2 separate regions of the Mus musculus genome follow, and region 2 is linked to region 1. Evidence: chromatin contacts called from public capture Hi-C data. All regions are on one chromosome and are shown on one strand. Each heading gives the region's core, a stretch centred on a gene start, on an enhancer-like site or on the middle of the called end of the contact. The rest is flanking DNA. Distances are from core to core; before and after follow the strand shown. Region 1 overlaps Raph1 (Ras association (RalGDS/AF-6) and pleckstrin homology domains 1). Region 2 has its middle 22 kb from the start of Gm38388.

The links. Capture Hi-C pulls out chosen DNA fragments and counts their contacts.
Region 2: a contact with region 1 is called in a capture Hi-C map of bone marrow-derived macrophages, with 5 times the contacts expected there. The contact joins two enhancer-like sites. A contact is called at or near these places in 1 of 15 datasets of contacts at CTCF or cohesin (CD8 T cells), 1 of 484 Hi-C or Micro-C datasets (bone marrow-derived macrophages) and 1 of 9 other capture datasets (bone marrow-derived macrophages).

The regions. Positions count from the first base shown.
Region 1 is chr1:60,537,283-60,542,122 of GRCm38.p6, forward strand. All of the region lies in intron 1 of Raph1 (Ras association (RalGDS/AF-6) and pleckstrin homology domains 1), which reads right to left. Among named protein-coding and RNA genes, the nearest start is that of Raph1, 27 kb to the right of the region's middle. Within about 2 kb of position 2,224, at least 24 of the 459 cell types and tissues checked have an H3K27ac peak or open chromatin away from gene starts, as enhancers often do. A contact at or near this core is called in bone marrow-derived macrophages, where this site is marked.
Region 2 is chr1:60,619,498-60,624,337 of GRCm38.p6, forward strand. No RefSeq gene overlaps it. Among named protein-coding and RNA genes, the nearest start is that of Gm38388, 22 kb to the left of the region's middle. Within about 2 kb of position 2,479, at least 34 of the 459 cell types and tissues checked have an H3K27ac peak or open chromatin away from gene starts, as enhancers often do. A contact at or near this core is called in bone marrow-derived macrophages, where this site is marked.

The DNA of each region.
Region 1 (4,840 bases), core at 974-3,473:
GATGAGACTGGCAGCACTGTCTGAAACCAGTCTTTATCTAGAAAACGTTCTGGAACTGTTAAGATCCTGCGCCCTGCACACACAATCAGTGAGCTGCCACCTTCATGACATCATAGATGGAAGCAGCAGTCATGCAGTGGAATCCTCACCTAGTCAAGATGCAACAATAGAAAAATATTTCAATAAAAACAGCTGGCCAAATAAAACAAACAACAAACAAGAAAACAAAAATCTGAACCTCAGAAAATAGTAGAGTAGGGTTACTCTTGGGTCTAATATGTTCAGTGTGCCAAAATCACATGAGAAGTTTCTACTTCCTTTAATATTTATGCTATATTTTCTATGTGCCAGACACTGGAGAAACAGATGGACACAATGAAGTTTAATCTCAAGTATATATACCTAGTAGGAGGACAAGAAACCAGCAAAGAAAAACACTGGTGAGTGCTATGTATAAGGCTACGTATGTTGAGTATAGTTTAACTCAGTTTGAGAAGGAAAAAGGAAAGGGATGATACTTCAGTGAGACAGGACAATGTACAAGGGAGAGATGGATACGAATGTTTTAGGCAGAGGAATCACTATGTGTAAGAGCATAAAGGTATCAGAAAGTAAGGATGCTGGGAATTCTAAGTGGCTTAGTGTTCTTGAGGTGAAGTATAAACTCATGGAAGAAGAGGAGGCTGGAGACAAGGGAACTGCAGAACTACATACCATTCGAAAGAGTTAGACCAGTGGTTCTCAACCTTCCTAATGCAGAGACCTTTAATACAGTTCCTCACATTGTGGTGACCCCCAACCACAGAATTATTTCTTTGCTACTTCATACCTTTAATTTTGCTACCATTCTGAATTAAAAAGTAAATATCTGATATGCAGCATATCTAATATGCAACCCAGACGGTGGTTAAGAACCATTGAGTTAGACATTTATCCTGTAAGACAATGTTCTAGCTGTGATATATATCAAAAGTACCTGGGGGTATATGTTGTTTATTTGTTTCAAGATTTGTTTTATTTTCATTTACATGTATATCTGTGTCTGCACAAGTTTATTCATATGTGAGGACTACTTGGAGGCTAAAAGAGGTAGTCAAATTTCCCTGGAGCTGAAGTTATGGATGGCTGTGAGCTGCTTGATGCGGATGCTAGGAACTGAACTCAGTTCCTCTGGAAGAGGATTAAGTGTTCATAACTATGAAACTGTTTCTCTAGCCACCTAAAAGTCAGTATATGTAAGCTCCTCAAAGCTTGAACCCCCTGCCAACCCCCACAACTACCACAGAAAACAAAACAAAGCAACGCCCCCTAAGATCAGGCCACAGTATCTCTCCAATCGGAGATCCCCTGGTAAGCTCTACCCTCAAGAAGCCCTATATAAAGCCTGCCTCCTGTTCAGTTCTCTGCTGCTTTTCACCTGGGCAGAGGCATCCATCTTCTTGTGTCTTTCCCAATAAATCTCTTGTGTGAGGTTTGTTGTGCAGTGTGACTTTGTGGTATTCCTTAGCTCCTGACTGCTAAGATAACTTTTCCCACAACACACTTACAGTATATAAATGACTTGTCTATGACCTACTAAAAACTAATGTCAAGGAGGTAAGAAATTTTAAAGTCCCTCCGGGTATTATATCCTCTAAAGTTTGACAATTAAAATATAAATGACTGTTGGCTTCAGATACTTTTAAGAAATCAAGTGATGCATTTTTATGTAGCTGTGATTAGGTTAAAGGCAGCACAAACTAGAATAATATTGTAGTATACTATAAAGAAATTAGGTATCATTGGGTTAAAAAAATAACATACCTAAGTATTTTCTTCTATTACAACGTAAATGTTTACTCCTTCAGACAATTTTTGTTCATTTTCAGTTATTTTCTATTAGCTTTCTTATTAAAAAGTGACTTGTTGAAATGAAACACCTCCTATACTGCTGTAATATAAGTAATTCTAAAGTAATTCTAAATAGAATGTGAAGACTTCCACATTCAAGGAGTGCCTCCAACTAAGCAAGATACAACTGTTACAAAGTAAAAAACGCATGCACATACACACCCATGCACAACCATGCCAGAGAGAGAGAGAGAGAGAGAGAGAGAGAGAGAGAGAGAGAGAGAGAGAGAGAATATTACATTTAGCAAAGCACAAAAAGATGAAAGGCCCCAAAATGAAGGAAATAGGAAACCACACAGTATAAAGTGGATGGAGAATGAGATGACAAGAGGCTGTTGACTCATAGAACAGGCTAGAGTCTGCTATGTTTATGTGGTTCCTCTCCTAAGCTACATTGTATTCTTTTAATACGGGACATTTAGTTTCGCTGTGATCTAAATCCTGAAACTTGTAAACTGCTTAAATGAAAAATGGGAATTTAATAGCCTTAGAAATATAAAGATTGTTTTAATTTTTTTCTTTCCTTAGATGTTTTCTTTTAAATGTTCTGGGCTAGAGATATATCTCAACGGTTAAAAGCACTTGTTGCTCTTGCAGAGTACCCAAGTTTAATTCTTAGCACCCATTTTGGAGACTGCAACTATCAATAATGCTCCAGTTCCAGGGGCTCCAACACCCTCTTGTGACCTCCAACAGACACCAAGTACAATCACAGTGCACAAACATATATAGAGGCAAAACACTAATACACATATTTAAAAGTAAATAATAAAAAATTTTGAAATTTATGTTCCACACATTCACTAAGTTTTGTGAGAGCAATTCTATGCATCTGTTCTTAGTTCTTATTACATTCTTACTTTACTATTTATTGTATGTAAGTGAATGTGCAATGGTGCATATGTGGAGGATAAGAGGACCATACTGATATAAACACTCTTTCTTATCACAGAATGCCAAGTAGTTAATATAGATGAAATGACAGGAAAAGAAATCATGATTTTCTAGTTATCATAAGCAAACACTGAGGGTTTTTTGTTTTGTTTTGTTTTTGTTGTTTATTTGAGACAGGGTTTCTCTGAGTAGGCGTGGCTGTCCTGGAATTTGCTCTGACCAGGCTATCCTCCAACTTGAGATTGGCCTGCCTCTGCCTCTCAAGCACTGCCATTAAAGGTGTGTGCCACCACCGCCCAGCAGCACTGAATTTTTAAAGAAATGAAAGTAACTTATTGTTTTAATCAAGGAAGGGAATCATCAACACACTAGAGCTAGAGAACGGAAATTTAATAAGACTACGTATTCTCAGAGTACTTCTCCACATGGGAAGACACTGCCTTAACCAAGTGATCACTGTATCACAATGTTGAGGCAAGCCAACATTACATGAGTCAGAAGTCACTATTCTATAGTATTCCTGTCAAAAAGTAGTCAAACCACTGAAACTTTTAAAAAACTAACTGGCGTATAACTTTCAAAATCATAAAGGCTGAGGAATTGTAAGAGGAACGAACACACAGCTAAATGTGATGTTGGATTTTAGGTAGGAACCTAGATCTACATAAAATAGACAAAGGTTAAATATAAAGGACAACATTAGGATGAGAGATAAAATTTACTATCTATTGTGAACAAAATCACAGTAATGAATCCATGTCATATTTTCTGATCTTGATTATAGGAGTGCTTAAACAAAGAACTAAAGAATCCTATCCTAAAGCGAATGGGAACTCATGAGGTCAGCAAGTCTCGGCACAGTAAAGAAAGAGACTGCCTACAAAACTGGGAGGAAATCTTTGCTAGTTATACAACTAACAGGATATCTAGAGTATACAGATAACTAAAGGAAGACAAAAACAAAAACTAAACATGAAATCAACGTATTTGACAATGGGCTAAATTAAATGAAAGGATAGTTCTCAAAAATGAAATAGAAATGGTCAAAAAAATGTATGAAAGAATGTTCATCTCAGATTAAGCAAATTAAACCAGTCTTTCAGAAAGACAAATATCATCTCACTAGCTATCAGAGAAATGTGAATTAAAACACTCAGATTCTATTTCACTCTAGTCAGAATGACAGCCATTAAGAAAACAAACAATAAACAGGTGGTGGGGACTAAGAGAACCCTTCAACAGTGTTGATAAGAACATCAACCACTTCAGCCACTAAGGAAATCACCAAGGAGTGTCTAAGACAACTAAAAATAGACCCAGCAGGTATTTACCCAAAGGATGTCAAATCAACATCATGTAGACATTTGCATGCCAATTGTTTATTGCAGCTCTATTTAGAATAGCTAAGTATGAAACCAACCAAGCTGCCTAAGAACAGAGGAACTGATAAAGAAAATGTGACATATAAACACAACCAAATTTCTTCATCTGTAAAGAACAATGAAGTTATGTGATTTGCATGAAAATGGATGTAACTGGAGATACTCAGACTAAGCAAATTAAGCCAGTCTTTCAGAAAGACAAATATCATTTGTTTTCTCATATGTGGTTCTGGATTTTAATTTACATTGAATATATAAAATCATTAAGTATATAAAACCACGGGAGCAGAAGCTTAACTGTTCAAGGGAATACAGAGATTAAAGGGGAAGGAAAAAGGTAAGAAAGCGAAGGAGAGGGAGGTCTCAGAGGCAATATACTCAATGTAGAATATACACTATACCACATATGTCCTTATATAAAATAGTGTAAGAAATATACAGGGAGAAAAATTTTAAAGATTTTTGTGTAAAGGAGCAAAATGTCTGCAAAGTTGTTTTCAGGAGACAGAAGGAGAAAAGTGTGTACGTGTGTACATGTAGTGAGTGGGAAGTGTGTGGGTGGAGATGGAAAAAGAGAAATGATAACCAGGCAAAATGTAACAACAGGTGGGTTTGAGTAAAGAAAGTATGGGAAATGTCTGCAATGTCAAAACTTTTCTATAAGTTTGAAATTA
Region 2 (4,840 bases), core at 1,229-3,728, 82 kb after region 1:
TCATTAGCAGTCACTGCCCTTGGTCCCTAGCAAGTGTCAGTCTGATTTCTGTCTGTATGGATTTCGCCTGTACTGGAAATTTCACTTGAATGAAATCATACCACGTGTGGCTTTTTGTGTCTGGTGTCTTACAGCTAGAATGACATTTTCAAAGCTTATCAGTGTGGCATCTATTAGTACTTCACTCCTTTTTAGAGCTGAAATTATTCATTAGATGACTGTACCATATTTTGTTAATCTATTCATCTGCTATTGTGAATGTGGGTTGTTTTGATTCTGGGGCTTGCTATCATTTGGAAAAACATCTCCACCAAAGTCCATGTATTTTTAAATGCTTATATCTTATTACTATTGCTGGTATTGTTTGTTGTGGTAGTGTGTATGGTTGGTGTGTTAATGTGTAGACTAGTGTGTGCCATGGCAGACTGTGGGGGCTAAAGGGAAACTTTCAGGGGTCAGTTCTTTTCCTACCTCTCTGAGACATTGACTTTCTTGTTGCTGCTACTGTGCTGTGTACTCCTGAGTAGCTGGGCCATAAACTTCCAAGTGATTTTCCTGTCTCTGCCTCCCATATTGCCCAAGGACTGTGGGACTCTAGATATGGACAGTGCATCTGGCTTTTTTACGTGGCTCCCAGGGATGGAACTCAGGTTACTAGGCTTGCTCAGCAAGTGTTTTTACCTGCTGGGCCATCTTGCTGTCCCAGGTTTTAAAGGCTTGGTTCTGAGCAGAGCACTGTTGGAATGTGTTGGATCCTTTAGGAGGTATAGCCTAGGAGGCCTTTAGGTCTCTGAGGAAGTGTTCTTGAAGTGGACTGAGAGATCCTAGTCTCTTCTTTTTTCTCTCTACTGCTTCCTGGTTTATGATAAAGGAGGTTTGACTCCATTATTCTCTCTCTAGACACTTCCTCCAGAATTCCCAAGCAGTGGGACCACTTGATGATAGACTGGAGTGTCAAAACCCATGAGCTAAGAAAATTGTTTCTTGTCTAAGTCAACTATCTCAGGCACTTTGTTACAGTAGCAGGAGGCTGATTAGTACAGGAGTACTGTAAAGATCGTGGCTGTGAATATCCATGATCATATTTATGCGATCTTCTGTGAATTTGACTTCTGTTCTTTGAAGTCTGTAAGCAGAGCATGGTATCCATCTCTTTGCCTAGGCATGAGACTGGCTGGATTCACTCTTGGGGTGGTATTTTCGGGAAGGCTTAGTTGAAGAGAGAAGACCTACTTAACGAACCATTTCTTCCCATGGGCTTGGATCCTGGGCTGAATGAAAATGAGGAAATGAGCTGAGAACCAACATTAATCTTTGCATTTAGTTACTTTTGTGCTTCTATGATAAAATGCCATGCCAAAAAAGTGAGTTATGAAAAAGTTTACTTTGACATACAGTTGAAGAAAGAAAGCTAAGAGACCTTTCTGGCAGCAAATGGTAAACAGGGCAGCAAGAACCAGAAGCAGAGAGGTCACATCAGGAAGCAGAAGTCTAACTAGAAGTGGGGTGATGCTTCCAGTGATGTTGTATCTCTGGTACCTCCCCAAATAGCACCAGCATGTGTTTAGACGCCGAGCCTATGGGGGACATTTCTCTATGCTTCTTGACTGTGGAAGCAATGTGACCAGCAGCCTCATGCTTACGCCACCAGTTCTGTCCTCAATATGATGATCTGCATCTCAGACTATGAGCCCTTCCTTAATTGGCTTTCATCATGCATTTCATCACAGCAATAAAAGTAATACAGGTGGACCGGAGAACAGTAAAAGTATCCTGTAGAGAATACTGCCTAAGAGTGTTAGCTGTCTGAGGAATTTATTACCTAAACAAAGATAAGCGAGGATCAATGGTCCACAGTAGACTAAAACCTACCTGGAAGAAAAGAAAGCTGTTGTTGGTTATTTGAAGGATTGAGTGTACTTCCTAAAATAACTTCTAAAAGGTGTATGGGTGTTTCATCTGCGTGTATGTCTGTGCACCAAGTGCCTGCCTAGTGCCCTTGGAGGCCAGAAGACAGTGTTAGGTCTCCCAGGAGTTAGTTATCATCTGCTTTGTGGATGGATGCTGGGAATTGAATCTAGGTTCTCTGGAAGAACAGCCAGGGCTCTTAACCAATGAGTCATTTCTCCAGCTCTCGTTTTGAGTTTTTTTCTAAAGGAAAGCCATAAATTCTTTACAAAAGAGGGTCAGCTGACAAACGAATACCTTTCCCAACAGAGGACACCAATGGCTAAATAAAATGGAACCAGCTAAATAATGAAGACTTTTTGCTTCTTCTCTTTTAAGTTTTGAGACAGGATCTCACCTTATAGGCTGGGCTAGCCTTGAACTTGTAGCAGTCCTACTGCCTCAGTATCCGAAGTGTATATCTCAGTGAACTACCTGGATTCTGGGCATACACCACTAGGCTCAGCCTCTGTGTTTCCTCAGTTCTTTCTCCTCTGCTTCTCAGGGGGAACAATGAGCAGCAGACTGAGTCAGGCGTGGCTGAGTCAAAAACTGTGTTTACTTCCTTATTGCTGGTTACTAAGATCCAGGAGTGCTGGCCTAGAACTCAGGTGGGAAAGGCCAGCAGAGGAAATGAGGGTTGGAGTCTAAAGAATATTAAGTCTGAATAACACCTTCAAACAGCACTGTTGTGAAAGGAAAAGCACGAGAGCTTTCCAGTCTGAGCAAAATATTGTTTGGGGCTGGAAAAAAAAATAAACAAAGAAATTTGAAAATTTGAAGCCTAATATAGGGAAAAAGAAAATATAAAATAAAATAAAGCCTTTCTGTTATTATAGTCTTCATGCCCAGGAATAGCACTGCTGAGGTAAATTTCTGGGTATTTTAAAATATGTTTGTGTATGTATGTATGTATGTATGTATGTATGTATGTATGTATTTAATTACTGTGTGTGTGTGTCTGTGTGTGTCTGTGTGTGTACTACAGCATGTGAGTGAATGTTAGAAAGTAATTTGAAGTCATGTGTGTCCTAGGGATTGAACTCAGGCTATCAGGCTTGGCAGCAGGGGCATTCGCCTTGTGTGATGGCTAATCTTGGTTGTCAATTTGACTACATCTGGAATCAACTAACACTCACTCCGTTGGGCATTCCTATGAGGGATTTTCCTAGTCAGATTGTTTGAAGCAGGAAGACTCACCCTAAATCTACGCCATTAAAGGACAAGGAAGAAGGAAACTTCAGTTTTGCTGACAAGTTATCTACCCCATTGCTGTGGCTGACAGAAATCAAGCTTCTTCAGGATTCCAACACAGACTGAGACCAGCAGCTCTCCAGGAATCTTCTGGGACTCCGGCACCAGATTGGAATAGCAGGAGACAAGCAGCCTCAAGGACTAAGCAACTTTTTGACTTTTCTATTATGAGACAGCCATTGTTGAACTACCTGGACCACATGATGCAAGTCAATCTAATAAACACACATGTATATGTAAATATGTATGTATGTATGTAAGTATGTGTGCGTATGCATGTATATTCTATCAGTTCTGTTTTTTCTGAGAGTCATGACTAACACACTTGCTGAACCACCTCACCAGTCTCTGGATGATCTAATTGCACACAAGCCAGTAAATTCCACTTCCTATGTCTCTGTCCCACTCACCCACTCCCTTAAGTTTCAGCAACAGGTTTGCAACTTGCATAGGAAGGATTCCTGATTGTATTATTGCATTGTAGATATGAGTTCCATGGCCTGATATCTAGAAAGAGGCAGAAGAGAAAGTCTTTTTGAATTTTTTCTTTATCAGTAATGATTGGCTTTTCCTTTGGTGGGGTTTCATCACTCCTGTCTTACATGATAGAGAGTATGAATTTGTAGGTGGTGTTTTATTGAGCAAGTATTTTAGTTAAAAAAAAAACATGTAAAATGATCAGAATAAAGACATTTTCAAACTCTGGGAGTGCAATTATATTTGTAGCTCTCTAGAAATGGAAACATCTATTAATGCTAAAAATACTTCGATAGAGTAATCATCTTAATTTTATTAAAACAAGCTTTTCTCACCACAGGAATGATCGTTATGGACCTTGGTTAGGGAGACTTCCTTCTGCAGAGCACATATCTTCCTCCAAGTAGTTATGTTTACTGAACATTTTGAAACTTCACAGAAGTCATTCCACTGCCCAAAGGCCCATTCAGTACACAAGGTCAAGGCAGCAGAAGGATAATGTGGCAGCCTCCTTTTTCTTGACAGCGAGCTGATAGCAATGAGATGAAATTCAACAGAGATGAATTCATTTGGCATAAACATAGAACTGTTTGTGGATGTGTGCCCTAACATTAAATGAACCCAGGAAATGCTGAATCAGCTTTGATAGCAGTTCATGTTAGAACAACAACAACAACAACAACAACCCAAAAAAACCCCCCAAAACAACAACAACAACAACCACCCAAGTCTTAGAAGTGTGGTGGGGACAAGGTGTGTATGGGAGATCTCTGTAACCAAAATCTGTTCTTAAAAAGAAAGTCTGTTTAAAAAAGGAAAAGCAAATTGTTATTTGACCCCAACTTACTGTATAGAAGAGGCCATAAGGGCCATGGTGTAACCCAAGGCGGTAAAAATAGAAGGGCTCTGTGAGCAGCCTGAGGTCAGGGTGGGCAGGGATGACCTCAAATCACATCCTTCATCCTTTGTTAGTTGTATTATTGTAACACCTAGCTTTTTCTCTGTCTGCCCCAATTCCCGAATAACGATATGAAGACTTACATTTATTTACAGGGCTTATGATCTTAAGGTAGGCATTGTTTCCCACTTAGCTCATAACTCAGTTATCTCATTTATACTTGCTACGTGGCGGGTTAGTCACTTCTCCTCAGTTTCACACTTC